Linked DNA regions of Mus musculus: regions 1, 3 and 4 are each linked to region 2. Evidence: chromatin contacts called from public HiChIP or PLAC-seq and promoter capture Hi-C data. All regions are on one chromosome and are shown on one strand. Each heading gives the region's core, a stretch centred on a gene start, on an enhancer-like site or on the middle of the called end of the contact. The rest is flanking DNA. Distances are from core to core; before and after follow the strand shown.

Region 1 (3,010 bases), core at 353-2,852, 900 kb after region 2:
CACTGGGCTGGTAATGAAAGCACTAAGTCAGAAACAAATCCAAGCTCAAAGAACTATCCACCTATGAGAGAAAGAAACAGGAAAACAGCAAATATGTGGGAAACGACCAGCTTGCTTCATTCAGTATTCAGCCATGTCAATTTTACCTGGTTTCCTCACACTCATGAAGACCACTGTAGGTGCTATGTTCTTTTAAAACTGTCCACATTAGCCGGGAAGAGGGAGGGGGGGGAGTGGCGCACGTCTTTAATCCCAACACTTGGGAGGCAGAGGCAGGTGGATTTCTGAGTTCGAGGTCAGCCTGGTCTACAGAGTGAGTTCTAGGACAGCCAGGGCTACACAGAGAAACCTTGTCTCGAAAAAAAAAACAAAAACAAAAAAGAAAAAAACACAAAAACAAAAACAAAACTGTCCACACATTAGCTGGGACCCTTCTCTTTACAAGGTGCAACCTAATTCTTTCTTCCTAAATATGAAGCAGTTTTTACTTTGCGTTACTTTTAGCAAATGCAAAGTGGCAAACATCTATATCCCAAAGCCCTTGACTATGGTGGCCTATATTAACATTAGTAAACAGTAAAAAGTCCCACATAAAAAGCATTAAATGTTAAATAATATGGAAATATCTGCCACATTCTTACCAACTGTTCTGTATGTAACATCATCTTCACACTTACCATTTACTAGCACATATATTTATATTTAGAGTGTGTTAGATTGGTTACTAGACTGGCAAGACTTATTTTGAGGTAGCACTCTGCATAGAACAGGAACTATTAGTGAATCTCGTACATACATGTACACTGGTATTCTTGTTCTATTAACTTGGTCAAGTTATCCTGATATCGGAATGTTTAGAATACAGATTTTTTTTTTTTCTGGGCAGACCTAGCACCAACACGAAACATTCAGGAAAACTAAGCCTTACATCGGCATGGACTAAAGGCTCCCTAACCGACCCCACACCCGAACACTACGGCGACACGATTGTTACGGTTATGGTTCTAATTCTCCTAATGGAAACTTACATTTGAAGGCCAGCATCACCGGCGAAGACAAACTGGCATCCTTCCCCTCTCTCCTTTGGTTATGTGGGAAGGTGTCATGCTTCCTCTTCCTGAACCCTCCTGGTCCTTAGGCAGAAAAGAAGAGATGGATGGAGCCCTTGCGATGCCGCGCTAGCACAGCCCAGGCTATCCCCTTCGTCCCCCGGTACCCACAGGGCTCGACCTCTCCAGCCACACACAGGTCCCCAAACTCGTGCACTGGTGCAGGGGTCGCACAAAACGCGGCTTGAGACCCCAGGCACCCGGCTGCGCTCTGGGTCGGTCCGCAGGGTCCCCTGGGGGCGTGCGATGGATGGCACGGTGACAGCCGAGCACAGGGGCCAGGCCCTGCCAGCCCCTCCCCTCCACGCGCCGGCCCCGCACCTTCTTTGCCGTTCATGGCCGCGGGGCCTCGGCTTGCACGCGCAGGGATCGCAGCCGCCGGGCCAGCTCAGCGAAAGGCCGTCGCGGGACGCCGCGCTGAGCCCGTGGGTGACAGCGCACACCACCCTGGTCGCAGTAGGCGGCCGCCGGAAGCGGATCCTTCACGCAGCCTCAGCCGGGAGCTGCGTCCGCCGCGGAGTCCCCTCGGCCGCACACACTTCCGGCCCGTGTCCCACACCGCCTGGGCGGGCATGCGGGCGGGCGCGCTCCTGCAGCAGCGCACGTTTCCGGCCGGGCTCCCGGCGCGCTCCCTGTGCTGCACATACTTCCGGTCTGTGTCCCGGCTTCTCCCACGTCCAAGTGCCTACCCGGCGCTCTCTCTCAGTCGCGCATGCTTCCGGTGTGCCAGGTTGTGGTGCAAGCCGTTGAGTGCCTACCTGAGCTGTGTAGTCCTGTCGCGGGCAGCGGCCTCCTGTCCCCTCGCCTCTCTGAGCAGCCTCCTGCGTCCATGCATGCCCTTGGCATGTGCTGGGTGCGTGGCACCTGGAAGTGTCGCAAGGTCTTCGAAGAGAAGCAGCTTTGGAATAGATGGAAAGTTTGGTCACATTGTCAAGCCCTAAGGCTGTTGTTTGAGCACATGCTACCTCACCTAGCTAGTACCATTCCTTTGAGGCTTCCAGCAGCCCATTAGAGACCATGCTCAATTAAGATTACTTATTGAACAAAGCCCAACATCTTGAGTCAAGTTCAGCCATGTGCATGTTACAGACATTTTAGTCACACAGTCTGTTCTTGTTAACTTAGGAACAGACACACTTATGGAAATGATATACGTAGAATTAGCCAGTGAAGTCAAGGCCACAACAGCATCACAGGAGGGTCTCCCAGCTCAAAAATCAGGCCATAAGCTGTCACCATTGAATCAGCAAAAAGCTAGATGGTTTGGGCAGAGTCCTGCATGAAAAGGCTGTGGGGGAACAACAATGGATGAATGTTGGACACATAACCATCTTGAATTTCTGTGACTTCTGAGCCCACATTCACCAGTTGTCTTAGCGTTTGTATTCCTGCACAAAACATGACCAATAAGTTGGGGAGGAAAGGGTTTATTCAGCTTATACTTCCACATCGTTATTCATGCCAAAGGAAATCAGGACAGGGACTCACACAGGAAGGAACTTGGAGGCAGGAGCTGATGTAGAGGCCATGGAGGGGTGTTTCTTACTGGCTTGCTTCCTCTGACTTGCTAAGCCTGCTTTCTTATAGAACCCAGGACCACTAGCCCAGGGATGGCACCACCCACAATGGGCTGGGCCCTCCCCCCTTGATCACTAGTTGAGAAAATGTCTTACAGCTGGATCTCATGGAGGCATTTCCTCAAGGGAGGCTCCTTTCTCTGTGATAACTCCAGCTTGTGTCAAGTTGACACACAAAACCAGTATTCCACTATTTTTGACGATGTGGGGCTACAGGGATTGCTCAGTAGGTGAAGTACTTGCCCTGCAGGCATACAGGACCCAAGTATCACCGAGAACCCATATAGAACATCACTGAGGAGATGGAGAGATACAGATCTTTGG
Region 2 (2,876 bases), core at 141-2,640:
AATGCGTGAAGCCCAGCTTTTGCAGAGCGTACCAGGAGAAAAGAATTAGAAACTTTAATAAGACACTTGTAAAGTGGAAGGAAATGACTGACGGAGTGCAGGTAATGTGGCCACCAGGCTAAACATGCTCTGTTTAAGGCCAGGGCTGGTAAAGTCCCGTGCAAGCGTATTGGGAGACCTACACAGATTATATGTGTAGTGTCCGATAGGTCCGGAGAGTAAAAAAAAATTTATCTACAAGCTCCTGACCCTGTCTTTTAAAGGGGTGCTCACAGGTAATAACGCCAGGGTAAGTACGAACTTCCCTAAAGCAAGTTAACCAGAGCCTGTCTTCCCACTCTGTGTCAGAGCCAGACCCCTCTCTTGGCTCCTGGAACCTAATTCCCTTGGGGCTAGCCTCACTTACTGTTGCTGGACTTGAGGTCACGGTGCAGGATGGGCACCACCGCCTCCTCGTGCAGGTACAGCATGCCGCGGGCGATCTGCACCGCCCAGTTGACCAGAACCTGTGGGGGGATGCGGCGCGCGCGGCGGGGGCCGGGCGCTCGCGGATCCGATGCTGCCGCCGCCAGCGCGCGGTTGAGCGCGCCGCCACGCGCGAACTCCAGCACCAGGCAGAGGTGCGGCTGCCGCAGGCACACACCCCGCAGCTGGATGATGTTGGGGTGCCGCAGCATAGCGAAGAGCCGCGCCTCGCGCCGTACGCTCTCGGCCGCCGCCGCCGCGTCCTGCTCCGGGTCCCGGCGCGCCGCCTTCACCGCCACCTCCTGGCCCTGCCAGGTGGCGCGGTACACCTGACCGAAGCCGCCGGCGCCGATCAGCTCCTTGAGCTCCAGGCGCTCGAAGTCTACGTGCACAGGCGAGCAGGGTCTCGGCGGGGGCGGCGCCGGCGGCGGCACCGGGCCACAGGGCGCCACGTAGCTGGCCGGAAAGATGCCCAGGCGCCGCTGCACTTGGCCGGCCCACCAGCCCTCGTCTCCTGACACCGCGGCGTCCTGCGACAGTACCTCGACCAGCTGACCGCGCCTCAGGCTCAGCTCGTCCTCACCGCGCGCTTCGTAATCATAAAGCGCGGCCCACATCCCGGAGGAGGTACTCCCCGAGTCGTCCCGGGCCGGGGACAGCGGCGTGTCAGCCGTGCCCTCGGCTACAGGTAGAGCCATAGGGGCGATTGAGAGGTCGCTAGTGGACCAAGTGCGACAGCCACAACCTCAGCTTTCCGGGTCTCCAGCGACGCGTATCATCGGTCCGAGCTAACAGGGAAGGGTGCAGGGCTGGAGCAGGACTACAGAGGTTACGACCACTGCCCGGGGGCTCTGACCTCTGCTCTGCCTCCAGTTTGGCTAGTTCTTCCCCGCAGCCGCTAGCGCGGACAACCGGTGGCGGTGCTGGACCTGCTTAGACTTACGCGCGCTCCCCAGAAGTCGCCCCCACCCTCAGCCCCTCCTCCTTGGCCACTCCACCCTCCAGGTCCTTTCCCCTTGGCACTAGCTCTGGCCCCGCCGGGTTCGTTACCCCTGGGTTCCACCCTCCATTAGTCCCTCCCTAGTGCCAGTCCCGCCCTCCAGGTTCTTTAACCCCTAGAACTCTCTCTGAGTCTAACCTGAACCTGAGTCTCCTGTGCCCGACACGCCCCCAGCAAACCCATTCCGCCAGGTTGGCGTTTCTGCCCCTGTAATTTTGCTTTGCCGAGATTCGTCCTCCCTCCAAGTCTTCCTGGTTCCACCCCTGGTGCCCGCCCTTTCCCAAGTTCATTCTCTAAGTTCATTGGTGCTCCTGGATCCACACCTCTAGGTCCATTTACTTCGCGCTGGGGCAGTCTTCTTAGGCCCACTCTCTGCTCTGAGTTCATAAGGACCACCTTCTTTTGATCTCCTGGATCTGTCCCACCCGTTCCAAATCCATTACTCAAGGTCCCTTACTGACGATCCTCTAAACAGCCGGGTCCCCTCGACCGCCCTTCGGGGACCGCCTCCGCTTTCTAGGTCCATTCTGACCCCGCCCCCAGACTGTCAGCCTTTTCACCTCCACGCGTGACCTATTCTGAGCCCGCCCTCTGGCGTCTCCACTACACCTCAGGCGCCCTCTTGGCCTCGATGGCGGAGTAAGCCTGGGGCCACTTAAAGTTTTCCAGAAAGTTAAAGAGAGAGATCATGGTGCTCGAAGATGGTTGGACTCCTCAGTGAAAAGAGAGAGGAGATGGAGAGAAGAGGACCCTGGAGCTCTAGATGTAAAGTGACAGACCATCCCAGCAACAGATAGACGTTCGGATCCTGGAGCGCGGTTCCAGACAGAGGTCTAGTGTGCTTGATCTCACCGGACTGCAGGCATGGAAAGTCTCCAGGTTACAGACATAGGGAACCACAGTCTCATAACCCCGAAAGCTGGCGCGTTCCTGTGCCTACAGTGCTCCGATGTCAGGAATCCCCAGGTCCCGTCTAACCCTGTGTACCCTCAGACTCCGATGTAGACTACCTTGGAGGCACCTATGAGCTACAGGTTGCCAGGGTGACACAACTGATGAAGCTTTAAAAAGTAGAGAATACAGTTGCAAAATTGGTTCACGACACCAGAACACAACGTGTGCTAAGCCTGAGCGTCCTGGCCGGTGTAGGATGCTCCTAACACGAGAGCACATAAGGAGGTTTTGTTTTGCTTCGGCTCTTTGCCGTTTTGTTTGTTCGCAGTGTCTAAATTTGCTCATCTGTAAAACGGTAACCTCGCGTGGTAGCTGAGAAGAGCCTGGAGGGTGTTTGTTGAATAATAATTCACACCAATATTAATACTTTTTATTTTGAGGCAGAGTTTTGTCCGGCTGCCTATGCTGACCTTGTACATACTTTAGAACACAGGTTTGCCGGGAACTCAGAACAGTG
Region 3 (3,206 bases), core at 36-2,535, 510 kb before region 2:
TCCCTTGCCCTCTTCTGTGACTGACATAACACCCTGGTGACAGGTGAAACCTTCTGTAATGTTTTAACAGACCACTGGCTTCCACCAACCAGAAGGCTTCCTTTGCTGTAACAAACTTACCTTTTGTTTCCACCGTTTGTTCTGTTCCATAAGACTGCATAAAACTTCTGCCAAATGGTATCTGGGGAAAACCTCATACTCTGTTCCTGAGCCAGTCACTCATATTTGGCTACAAAACAGACTAGCCCTTGAAGCGAGAGCAGTATTTTGGTGTTGACAACAGCTTGTCCAGAACTCAGCACCTCTTAGGGTGTTTCTCCTCCCGAACCTGTGGGTGCACCAGCCACCCTGAGCTGTGGTTCTCTTGTCCCTGCATAGCACATGCCCACATCTTTCTCATAGGACCGCTGTAGAGCAGAGTACACGTACACTTCAGGATCTTAGTTCGAATCCTCCACTACAGAGGCTGCTTCATCCTGGAGAAATGTTTCTCCTCTGATGCATGACTCCCGCGGCATAAATCTGGATGCAAGACCTCCCAAGGCTGAATTTAAAATCCCAGCGAATGAATCCAAGTGTCTCTCTCAGAACACATTCCCATGATCCTCCATCTCCTCCCCACCCTCTCATGCACGAGTGTCTTTGGACACACCTCTCAGTCTTTATAGGAGTCGACAGAGGCTGGGACAAGGCGAAGAGAGGGAAGAACTAATACTGAGTGAGCCAGACTGCTTAATATGACCAGGCTCTAGGGGAGGAGCTGTGAGAAAGGCTATGGACGCCTGCAGAAGTCACAGCGCTGTACCACCAGGTCCCTTCTCCAGAGTCTGGTAGCGCTGTCATTTTCTCCAGTAATACCAACTAACTGGTGACTTCCAACGCGTGACCTTGCTCCTCAAAACCCACCCTAAGGTGAGGGTGCGCGCAGGGATGTGTTGCACCCCGCGGGACTTACCCACTGCTGGGGGCAGCTGGCCTCGAACGAGCTCCTCAGCTTCTGGCACCGGGCCGCGTCCTCCGCGTTGTCGTCCAGGCAGCGCCAGTACAGGTCGCGCGCACCCCAGCATGCCTGCCTTTCCTTCATGGAAGGGGCTGCCATTCCTGCCTGCAGTGGTCACGCGGGAAGCCACGCAACATGCGACCGGGGCTCAGCCTACGTGGGAGAGCGGTGTGGACTGTGGTTCCCGCACGGCGGTGTCGCCCCGCAGGTCCACCGACTGCACAGGGAAACTCACTGCGAAAGTACCCGCCGCCGATTGACCTGCCCCGGCCTCCGTTTGCAAATAGAAGGGCGGGACTTCCGGCCGAGTCCGTTTCTCCGGCGGATAATTTCCGGCACCAGGGGCGTGGCCTATGGGCGGAAACTAATATCTGATTGGTACCGCCCTCTGTAGCTGCGGCTGCCCTGATTGGCTGAAGAGGGACCCGGAATTGGCGGAGGCGGCCGAGCCGGCACCAAGCTCCGTTCTCAGAGTGTGGTGAGAAGGGGATAGCTCGCCGGAGAGCGCCGACTCTGGGTGAGGGTGAAGCTGAGGTTGGCCATGCTAGAGGTTCCCTGTGCCTTTTATCAATGTCAGGTTATAAAAAGGTATCCGGGCGTGGTGGCACACGCCTTTAATCCCAGCACTTGCGGGGCAGAGGCAGGCAGATTTCTGAGTTCGAGGCCAGCCTGGTCTACAAAGTGAGTTCCAGGACAGCCAGGGCTACACAGAGAAACCCTGTCTCGTATATTTATCTCATTTTATCGATATGGCTGCAATTATGACTGTGCATAATGGTACATCAAGAGCAGACATGAATGAAATGGGAAATAAAAGCAGTGATGTTCGCAGCCAGCCACAGCTGTCTGTATATCTCTTCCCGACCGTCATAATCAAGAATTCATTGGAAACTGAAATAACAGTAGCAATTTCAGTAGTGAAGTTTAGCTCTGTAGATGACAAGAAAGTGAGGCTCTTATAAACAAATGAAGTTTAGCAAAGTGTACAGTTTCTAGAGAGATGGTGCTAGTAGAAATTTAAATTTGCACTGAAAATCCTTCTACAGACAAATTCCAGATAGTTCCTCCAGGAGGTTCCTCTCGACTTTTACTAATTAAATTCTACCTGTATTCTTGCTACTGTTAACTTGTACTAGTTACAGAACCTCCCCAACTCTGAAATAACAAACTCCTTGGAACTCATTGATTTATAAGAGAGAGGAAGAGGAGGGAGAGGGATAAAATGGTGTGATAATGCTTTATATGTCTCACTTAACTAAGAGGGTTTGCTGTAGAAGGATTAATGTACATGATTATGGGAGCCATCCAAGACTTTGTTGAAGGTGTTAGACATTATGCATTGTATGTTCCCCAGTGTCTTGCCAATATATTAAAAAAAAAAAAAAGTCCTATTCAAAACTCTGGTGGACCTGTATGAGAAAATATGATTTAGGGGTTGAAAATTAATTTTTAAAAATTTATTATTTTGTATGCATGGGGGTACTACATGCATGCAGCCTTGAAAAGGTTTTTTTTTAGCCCCACTCATCTACACAAACCCAAACAGCATCATGAAATGGACAGAAAAGACAAGTTGCAGTGCAGGCATTCACTATACCTACAAACCGTAAGACATAGAAACCCTTTCCTTCTCTAAAGGTGCACAAGACAGATGCAACACTGCTGAGAAAATGAGCAGTCTATGCAGATACTGAATCCTCATTGGTTACCACAGCAGTATATGCAAATACTGACGTCCTCATTGGTTAGCACAGCAATCTATGGAGATACTGACAGACATCCTCACTGGTAACCACAGCAATATATGCAGATGCTGACTTCCTCATTGGTAATCATAGCAATATATGCAGATACTGATATTCTCACTGGTAACCACAGTAATATATGCAGATATTGACAGACATCTTCACTGGTAACCACAGCAATATATGCAGATACTCACGATATTCTCACTGGTAACCACAGCAATAAATGCAGATACTCATATCCACTACAGTATTAAGGATAAATACATAAATAGTAAAACCATAAAGGGCAGCAAAGATTATCACAACTGTCTCTAGGGCTAGGAGAGATTTGATCAGGAAGGGCACACAGAGACTGAATGTGAAGCCTTTGGGTTCTGCTCCTAGACCTGGGCGTTTGCTTTCTAAGCACTTTTTTAGCCATGCACATGTTTTGTTTATGTTTTTCTGCATGAATGTGT
Region 4 (3,267 bases), core at 381-2,880, 560 kb before region 2:
AGAAGAGTCCGGCGCTTCCAGATCGCCCAGTACAAGTGCCTGGTCATCAAGTATGCCAAAGACACGCGCTATAGCAACAGCTTCTCCACACATGATCGGAACACCATTGACGCATTGCCAGCCTGCATGCTCCGCGATGTGACCCAGGAGTCCTTGAGTGTGGCCGTCATTGGCATCGATGAGGGGCAGTTTTTTCCTGACATTGTGGATTTCTGTGAAATGATGGCCAACGAGGGCAAGACAGTAATTGTGGCAGCACTGGATGGGACCTTCCAGAGGAAGGCTTTCGGCAGCATCTTGAACCTGGTGCCCCTGGCGGAGAGTGTGGTGAAGCTCACCGCTGTGTGCATGGAGTGCTTCCGAGAAGCTGCCTACACGAAGAGGCTGGGTCTGGAGAAAGAGGTGGAGGTGATTGGCGGAGCCGACAAGTATCACTCCGTGTGCCGCCTGTGCTACTTTAAGAAGTCTTCAGCCCAGGCTGCTGGGTCAGACAACAAAGAGAACTGTCTGGTGCTGGGGCAGCCGGGAGAGGCCTTGGCTGTCAAGAAGCTCTTTGCCTCTCAGCAAGTCCTACAATACAACTCTGCCAACTGAGGGGACCTGGGGCCTGCCAGCTCCTACCCAGGTTGGACTCTCAGAGAGCAGGGGGAGCGCGGGCCTATCATTCCTAATGGACACTGTGCCTTGAACGGGCTCATCCATCGTCCACTCGCTGAAGCCGTTTTCAGTTCCCTTCTTGATTGCCAAGATGCCTCAATGCAGGCTGGAGCCCAGACCCTGCCTGGTGGCTAGGGGTCCCGCGTTCAGCCAAAGGTGAGGACAGAGCTGTCCACCATTGTGACACTGGTGGGGCTAGTTTCTTCCTTGTTGGTGGCTGGGTTTCAGTCTCAGAGCCCCACCCTCACCAAGGCTCCAGGCCTCTCACAGCTCCCCCATTTATGCCTAAACATTCTCTCCTCAGAACCCCAGCTCTTAGTGAGCCACTTTTCTTGTGCAAAGTGAACAATATTAAAGTTTACTACTAATGAAAAAAAAAAAAGAGTCAGGCTCTCTCACTGGACCTGGAACTGATCTCAGCCATACTGGCTCATCAGCGACTCGGGGGAGTCGGGGAGGGGGGGGGCGGCGGGGAGATGTGTCTCCACCACGCAGGATGGTAGTTACCTCTCCATGGGATCCTAACTCAGATGTTCATGCTTTCATAACATGCCCTTTTCCTACTGACCAATCTTCTCAGCTCTCATAACTTATTTTCAAAACATAAATCCAGATTTCATTTGTGATCCATTGTTTTAGAGACTTTGTGGTAACTCTTAACATGCACCCTTTTAAAAAGCAGCCATCTGGGGGGATTGCAGGATATCTATGTGAATTTAGGGCCAGCTAGAAAATTTAGGCCCTAGGCCTATTTCCAATCGGGAACTTCGGAACTGGTGTAATACTATGTCTGCAGCAACTCTTTTTACTAAAAACTGTGAGTGGCAGGAGGCATCACACTCCCAACAAAGTTGAAGGAACCTTATGCGGTCCTATGCCGGGCAGGGTATGTGTGGGTGGGAACCTCTCGCCGCGCACGCGCACTCGCGCTTAGGGTGGCCGGCGCACGCGCACAGGTCTACTCCCCGCGAAATGGAGCGGGTGTTGGCGGACGCGCTTCTAACGCAGAGTCGGGAGCCCGGCGAGTTGCTGGGCGCGCTGTGCGGCGGGGAGGCGAGTGCGGAGCGGGCGGAGACCCTGCGCCTGGTGCTGCAGCGGCTGGAGGAGCGCGGCGCGGGCGCCGGCGCGCTGGCCAAGGCGGCACACGAGGTGGCCAGGGACCACCTGGTGCCCTTACTGCACGCGTCCCAGGGCGGAGGGCCTGCGAGGCCCCGCGTGCTCCGAGCGGCGAGTGCGGCGCTGCGCTCGTGCGCGCGCCTGGCAGGACCGGAGCTGGCAGTCACTCTGGCCGAAGAAGCGCTGCGCGAGCTGCCGAGCGCGCCAGCCGTGGAGCTGCTGGCCGCCGTGGCGCCGTGTTTACGCGCGCCGGAGGATGCCCCGCTGCTGCGTCGCCTGGGGCGCGCGTCTGTGGAGCTGGCGCTGGCCGGGGACGCGCCGCCGGCCGTGGGAGCGCGCCTGCTGCCCGCGCTGGCACAGAGCGCAGAACCGGCTCTGCGTGCGGCGTGGGACGCGCTGAGCTCCGCGGGACCGGGAGCTGAGGGCAGCACTGGGCCAGAACTGCTGGTGCTGAGCGCACTGGCCGAGAAGCTGCTGACCAACCATGAGCGCCACGGGGATCTCGACGCCCGTCTCTGCGGCCGCTTCTGGAGAACCGTCCAGGCGGGGCTGGGCCGCGCGCAGGACGGGCTCACGCGAAAGCGCGCGCGCTACCTGCTGCAGAGGGCTGTACAGGTGTCTGCAGAGCTGGCGGTGGACTGCTCCTGCAGCCCCCAGGACACAAAAGGTACCCACTTGTCTCTCTAAAAAACAAAATTGTGTGTGTGTGTGTGTGTGTGTGTGTGTGTGCGCGCGCGCGCGCGTGCCTGTGTAAGTTTATGTGCATCACGTGCGTATGCTTGGGAGGGCATCAAATCCCCTTGAGCTGGAGTTAAAGGCAATTGTGAACTACCTGATGTGTGTGTTGGGAGTCAAACTCCAGTCCTCTAGAAGAACATCAAGTGCTCTTAACCCCTGAACCATCTCTCCAGACTGGCACCTACTTATCTCTTTGCCCCAGCCACACTCTGCTACCTCAAACCAGCCTTCAAGGGGCGTCCACCTCATCCTGAGCGGATTTGACACTTGCATGTGGTACCCTACACCGGCCTCCTCCTGCACTTTGGGAAAAGTGGACCCAGTGAAGGTTAAGATATCGCACACGCGGTAGCATGCTCTGTGTAAAACCAAGCCTGCTCCACGCCTTTACATCCTGATAGAAAAAAAGTTGACATCCGTATCAAACTGAAAGAAGGGTGCTGTGTAACCCAAGTTAATGTTTGAAACTCGAGGTACGGAATCAAATATTAATCCCTTGACATTCCCTTTAGGAATATTAGGAGCAGGGTTAGTTAGTGCTTTCTAAACATAACCCTTAAGTCATCGTGTGTGCTTGCGCCCAGGCCTAAAGTCAACAGGTGTTGTCCTTGATTATTCTCCATTTTATTTTTGGGCCAGGGTCTCTCTCGCTTGCTCTCTCTGAATCTGGAACTCAGGATTCAGACGCTTTCTTTCTGAAGTTTGGAATTGTGTTTCCTCATGGTCTCTGCACATTTGTGGTTTTGTGGGTGATCC

What was found. Promoter capture Hi-C pulls out the DNA fragments that hold promoters and counts their contacts. HiChIP or PLAC-seq counts read pairs in DNA pulled down with a chosen protein or histone mark.
Region 1: a contact with region 2 is called in a promoter capture Hi-C map of hippocampal neurons, with 4 times the contacts expected there. The contact joins the promoter of Tsnax here to the promoter of Map3k21 in region 2. A contact is called at or near these places in 3 of 39 promoter capture datasets (hippocampal neurons, liver and pre-B cells) and 1 of 115 datasets of contacts at active chromatin or transcription factors (astrocytes).
Region 3: a contact with region 2 is called in an H3K4me3 HiChIP or PLAC-seq map of forebrain, with 4 times the contacts expected there. The contact joins the promoter of Coa6 here to the promoter of Map3k21 in region 2. A contact is called at or near these places in 2 of 39 promoter capture datasets (hippocampal neurons and liver), 1 of 115 datasets of contacts at active chromatin or transcription factors (forebrain) and 1 of 9 other capture datasets (embryonic stem cells).
Region 4: a promoter capture Hi-C map of embryonic stem cells shows a contact between it and region 2, with 2.8 times the contacts expected there. The contact joins the promoter of Tarbp1 here to the promoter of Map3k21 in region 2. A contact is called at or near these places in 1 of 39 promoter capture datasets (embryonic stem cells), 1 of 484 Hi-C or Micro-C datasets (embryonic stem cells) and 5 of 115 datasets of contacts at active chromatin or transcription factors (embryonic forebrain, embryonic stem cells, forebrain and 2 more).

The regions. Positions count from the first base shown.
Region 1 is chr8:125,011,633-125,014,642 of GRCm38.p6, reverse strand. Tsnax (translin-associated factor X) reads right to left here and starts at 1,602. Exons shown (of 6, transcript NM_016909.3): 1 at 1,431-1,602; 2 at 1,029-1,133. The coding sequence starts at 1,446.
Region 2 is chr8:125,908,964-125,911,839 of GRCm38.p6, reverse strand. It overlaps Map3k21 (mitogen-activated protein kinase kinase kinase 21), which reads right to left and starts at 1,390. Exons shown (of 10, transcript NM_145608.2): 1 at 407-1,390. The coding sequence starts at 1,163.
Region 3 is chr8:126,420,580-126,423,785 of GRCm38.p6, reverse strand. Coa6 (cytochrome c oxidase assembly factor 6) reads right to left here and starts at 1,285. Exons shown (of 2, transcript NM_174987.4): 1 at 956-1,285. The coding sequence starts at 1,099. It overlaps Gm51604 (a long non-coding RNA gene), which reads left to right and starts at 1,416. Exons shown (of 2, transcript XR_003947620.1): 1 at 1,416-1,517.
Region 4 is chr8:126,473,428-126,476,694 of GRCm38.p6, reverse strand. Tarbp1 (TAR RNA binding protein 1) reads left to right here and starts at 1,630. Exons shown (of 30, transcript NM_001159907.1): 1 at 1,630-2,440. The coding sequence starts at 1,630. It also overlaps the pseudogene Gm6091.